Regions from separate parts of the Mus musculus genome. Here region 1 is linked to region 2. The links are chromatin contacts, called in public promoter capture Hi-C maps. All regions are on one chromosome and are shown on one strand. Each heading gives the region's core, a stretch centred on a gene start, on an enhancer-like site or on the middle of the called end of the contact. The rest is flanking DNA. Distances are from core to core; before and after follow the strand shown. Region 1 holds the start of Acbd5 (acyl-Coenzyme A binding domain containing 5). Region 2 has its middle 12 kb from the start of Gm39767.

Region 1 (2,700 bases), core at 96-2,595, 1.1 Mb after region 2:
ATTAAATTTTAGGACCTTGGGCAAGTCAACTATCATTTCCTCATCTATCAACACCTTACAGTGCTTTTGAAACAGATCATACGTTTGCCAAACATCACACATATGAAGGCGGTGAAGTACTAGGGAGCGGTTCTCTAGTGAAGCCTGCGTTCCTCCAGTGCCTTTGGTCTTTTTGATTAAACGATCAGTGAGTCCGGAACTGTTTCTGGGGTACTTTTGAATACAGGCCGCATGAGCCCTGAAAGAACTCTTCAGACGACACTGTTCTCAATACCCAGATAAACAAGCTATGTCAGAGGATTCCTTTCTGCTCGAAGCTTAAGAAGTACTTCGGAGACGCCCCAAACGCAATCCGGAAGAAAGGAACTTCCGCCACACACAGGAAGGGTGGGCTACAAGGAAAAACCGAACCGGAACCGGAGGGGGACTACGCCAGCCTACAGAGGAAGGTGTCCGGAAGCGCCGGGGGACTACAGTTCCCATAAGCCCGCGGGGGCAAGGTGCGGGGCAGGCGTCGAGACAAAACGGACAGGCCTTGCCAGTCATTTGGCTATATCAAGGTAAATGCCGACATCGCGGCTCCAAGGGAAGAGTGACTTATAGTTCGCAACTAGATTTTTACGAGTAATCTTCCCAACCCATCCTAAACCGACAAAACTGACGTTCCCAGCGGGGCGTCCTTGAGATTTCCAGGCCACGGCACTCTACGCCTGCGGGGAGCTTCCTAAGTGCCTACAACGCGGGCATTACGTTGTTCACCGACCATCTCCATCCCTAGCCTCCGGCGGAGCTGGACGTGGCTGTGCCTGTCTCCTGGGCCTGGAGAGTGGGTAGTGGAGGTGTTGCGCAGCAGGCCGCCACCGCTCACCTTTGCTCTCTCCGCGGCCACCCTTGGGGCCAGACGGTGAAAGCTGTCCCAGACTTGGGGGCCAGGGCTAAGCCCTTCCATCCTTGCCCTTAATCCTCCCTTTCTCCCCTTTAGCGTGTTGTATATCCACAGAAGAGGTCAAGTGCCTTCTCCTAGGTCACAGAGAGTAAATGTCAAAAGAAGTTTTGAAGCCACTTTTATGATTCACTCCCTTCTCCGGTTTAACCCCGAGGCTAGGCATTGAGGACCACCGACTCTTGTGTTTTTCTTTTCTTTAAACACTAGCGGTATCCAGGGGCCACCTTTAGGACCTGGCATAGAATCCTAGCGCGTCACCAGGCTTGCTGTCCTCAGCCCGAACATAAACAAGCACCGGGTTCTCCACAGACCAACCCCAGCCGGAGCGCCTTGCAGCCTCTTTTCCCCTCCTCTGAGAACGCGCAGCCCGTGCACGTCACCGCGGCGGAGCGGGTGGGTGGGGTTTGCTGCACGGCGGCCGCGGCGGCGGAGGCTAGTGGGTCCTCCGGTGACTCTGGGGCGGGGCTGTGGGGCGGCTGCCCACCGACGGCAGAACTTCTCAGGAATGGGGGGTGTGATTGGTTGGCCGGCATCTTCCGGGTGGGAGAAAGGGTCCGCTATCACGGGCGGCTCAACCTCCAAGGCCTGCTGCTAGAGATGCTCTTCCTCGCGGTGAGTTGTTTGGCTGTTTTTGTTGGCTGGGATGTACTCTTAGACACGCCCCACGAAGGAGGAAGGAACCGGGCCACCTGAGTTGATGTGGCCTTGATTGGGCAGGCAAAGGGGAATTGACCAGCTATGCTCCTGTCATTAATCCGCTGCTGCGCTCGGTGTTCAGTTTCATGCAGGCTCTTGGGGAAGCTGGTGCTGCTGCTGCTGTGTGATTACCGCGGACAGACCTTGGGACCGAGGCCGGCGCTGGCAGCTGGAGATGGCGGACACACCGTCAGTGTATGAAACCAGATTTGAGGCGGCCGTGAAGGTGATCCAGAGTTTGCCGAAAAATGGTATGTGCAGTGGGCTCTAGGTAAAAGACCTTTTCCAGCTGCTTCTAGTCTACCTTATTTAGCGCCCCCTCTCGCTCTGTCATTAAAAGAAATGTAATTGAAAGAAATGTAATTGAAAGAATGGTATTGAATGCTAATTAATTACCGCTGATTTTTGAGGCCAAAGGCGACGTATTATCTAGGTTTTAAGTAGTTTATATTCTTGAGAACAAGTCTTATCACTTAATGACTGTGGATTTGGGAAAGTTAAAAAACAAAAACAAAAACTGGGGAGGGATGTCTGGTGCTACCTAACTCAAAAGTGTAATCCGAACCTTCAGAAACTTTGATATGAAGCGGAAAGGAAAGGACAACTATATTCTCGTGTAAAATGATTATTTTGACTATGATGTGTCAGGTACGGTTTTCTTTGTGTGTATCCTGGCAACAGCTTGTAAAACTTTTTATAATTTTGTCTGACCAGTGTTAAGGATTTTTTTTTCCATCACTAAATTTTTTTTTCAGTGTTCTAAATAGAGAAGCTTGGGAAGAGAGACTTTTACTTTGAAATTTTATATCCATTTGCATTGTGATTTACTTTTCATAATAAATTAGATTAAAATTATCTTAAGCATTTTTATTGTGTGTGCTAGATTTGTAGGCCAAGTCAAACATAACATTACTATATTTGTATAGTATTTAATGTCTTCCCACTTTTCTTTTCTTTTTCTTTTTTTTTTTTTTTTTTTTTTTTCGAGACAGGGTTTCTCCGTGTAGCCCTGGCTGTCCTGGAACTCACTTTGTAGACCAGGCTGGTCTCGAACTCAG
Region 2 (2,741 bases), core at 58-2,557:
ACTGAATGCCAGTGGCTTTGTGGAGGTTTGATTAAGAAATATCTCCCATAGGCTACTGTATTTGAATATTTGGTCCCATCACTACTCGTGGTGTTAGGTGGGGACATTATATAATACAGCCTTGCTGAAGGAAGCATATTACTGTGGGTGAACTTTGAGGGTTTATAGCCTCAAAGCCTTCGAGATCTATCTCTCTACTTCCTGTGTGTACATAAAGAAGTGATCACCAGCCTGCAGTTCCTATCATCCTGCTATGCCTTCCTGGACATTAGGACTCTCCCTATAGGACTCTAAGGTAAAATAAACTCTCCTGTAAGTTGCTTTTGGTCATGGCATTTCGTCACAGCAACAGGAATGTAACTAATTGAGGCTGCTAACCCTCCTGATTACATTGCTGCTTCCCACTGGCTCTGCAAGAACAAAGCAAGTTCATGGAAACATAAGCATTTTTCTTTGCAGAAGGAGAAGGTTGATTGTGCAGCTTCTAGTCACAGCCTCTCTAGGGAAGGACTGACTGGCCTTGTGGCCTTGAATCACTTCACAGGCTGTTGTCTACACTCTCTGTCAAGTTGACCTTTTTAAAGCCACATTATTTACTTCTGGCTGTGGATGTATTGATTTTTATAAGCCTTCTCAGAGAGTGCCTGCACATCTCCTTGAATCAAACACAATTACTTGATACACAATAAAATAAAGCAGTGCAGGGCAGATTCAGAGCCTTCTGTGAAGTACATGATAGTCTCTGGAACAGAAGACAATTGACTATTTACTGCATTAATTAATTAATTAATTAATTAATTGTGAGGGGGCTGCACATATGTCATGGTTTGTGTTTGTGTGTGTGTGTGTGTGTGTACAGGTCAGAGAACAACTTTTGTTAGTTGGTTCTTTCCACCAAGTAGGCCCCAAGTTAGAAGCAAATGGTTTGACCAACTGAGCAATCTTGTAGGCCTCAATTCGTTATTTAAAAAGAAAATGGTGGGAACTTTTAGAACGTATTACCTTAAAAGACTAGCTTTCACCAACCAAATGGCTATGAATGGAAAATAGACAGATAGCACCTTAGCTCATAGCATAGATTTTCCTACTCTACTCCTAATCCACAGACCTAATGTTTCCAAAAATGTATTTAAAATGTGCCTTGATTTATGACTTTCTTTGTTACTATAAAATTTTACCCAACTGTTACCACATGAAAATTAGAGTAGCTTATATCAGCTTCTGGCACATGGTTGTTGGGCCCTATATGGTCCTGGTTTGTGCCTTAAGGGCAAACCCAAGCCTGGCTCCAGTTTTGAAAACTGTCTCAGTCACTTCTGTACTGAAGTGACTCAGCACAACCTCCTTTGCCTAGCTACTGCTGACTTAACTTTGTTGGCTGTCAGTCACCAATTCCTTTCATCACCTTTCCCCTCCCCCTATCTCATCTCAACTCAGCAAAAACAAAACAAAACAAAACAAAAACAAAAACCCACCTCCTCTATCAGCCCTTTATATATATATATAAATAATAAATATATATATATATTTAAACAAGTTCCTGCTTCAAGAGACTCCCAGCTCGGGGTGGTTATTTTCCAGATGGGTAGAAGATCTGAACTGCAACAATTCACCATCCTGCTTCAGCCCTGGCTGGACAGGGCTCTCTCCTCTCAGCCTGCCAGCAGAGAGCCATCACATGGTCACTTATATTTAGTTCCAAGGCAAACTAACTCTTCTGCCCTTTGTGGGCATAGTTGTACTTACTTGGACAATCCCCTTATTCCTAGGTGTGCTGGGTGTGTTAGTTTGAATGAGAATGGCATTCATAGGCTAATATGTTTAAATTCTTGGCCTTCAGATGGGGGTCTGGGAAGGTTTAGGAGGTGTGACCTTGTTGGAAGAGATGTGTCACTGGGGGTGGACTTTCAGGTTTCAAAAGACTCACTATTCTTAGTGTCTCTCCCTGTGCCTCATGGTCTCAAGATGTGCATGCTCGGCTGTTGCTCCAGAACGGTGCCTGCTGACATGCTCTGTGCCATGATTGTCAAGGCCTCTAACCCTATAGAACCATAAGCTTCAGACTAGATCCTTTCTAAGTTACCTTAGTCATGGTGTTTTATCACAGCAACAGAAAAGTAGGACATTTGGGCCCTCACACCTCACCTCATACTGAGAACCCCAGATACTGTTTGTGACAAAACAAAACAAAACAAAACAAAACAAAGCAACAACAACAACAACAAAAAGCCCCAGCAGAATAAATATTACCCCATGTTAGAAAACCATCAAGGAACCAGGTCCTACAATAGAGAAGGCTGCAAGCAGGACAAATACTCCCAAGCTCTGCTGCCACCAGACTCCAAATCCCACTCCAGAGAAAGACTGTCACATAGCCTCAGTCATGTATATCCATCCCTGTTCTCACACCCTGTCACATAGTAGAGATCTCAGATTACATTTGCTCCCTAGTGGAGATACAGAGGCATCCAGTGACTTCTCAAGTCCCTTCTTGAAGGGTTTTGACATAAGGTTAAGATTTTAAAATGGAGCAAGAAGTATAAATAAGAAGTCTTGGTTAAGATGTGGTTCTATCTATCAATGGCCTCTTGTTGTTAAGTTCTAGTCATTCTTGGGAAGGGATCTGACAAGCTGTCACGACTGTGAGAGACTTCTTGCTTAGAGACAAGTTCGTTTTCTGGATGGCATAAGCCTTCAGCCCTTTTCCCTTCTTCTAGCATGAGACATCTGAGAAAATTCCA

What was found. Promoter capture Hi-C pulls out the DNA fragments that hold promoters and counts their contacts.
Region 1: a contact with region 2 is called in a promoter capture Hi-C map of hippocampal neurons, with 4 times the contacts expected there. The contact joins the promoter of Acbd5 here to the enhancer-like site in region 2. A contact is called at or near these places in 6 of 39 promoter capture datasets (the 3T3-L1 cell line, the HPC-7 cell line, HPC-7-derived erythroid cells and 3 more) and 1 of 115 datasets of contacts at active chromatin or transcription factors (pancreatic cancer cells).

The regions. Positions count from the first base shown.
Region 1 is chr2:23,067,727-23,070,426 of GRCm38.p6, forward strand. It overlaps Acbd5 (acyl-Coenzyme A binding domain containing 5), which reads left to right and starts at 1,346. Exons shown (of 14, transcript NM_001355637.1): 1 at 1,346-1,558; 2 at 1,725-1,893. The coding sequence starts at 1,544.
Region 2 is chr2:21,975,209-21,977,949 of GRCm38.p6, forward strand. No RefSeq gene overlaps it. Among named protein-coding and RNA genes, the nearest start is that of Gm39767, 12 kb to the left of the region's middle. Within about 2 kb of position 1,308, at least 11 of the 459 cell types and tissues checked have an H3K27ac peak or open chromatin away from gene starts, as enhancers often do.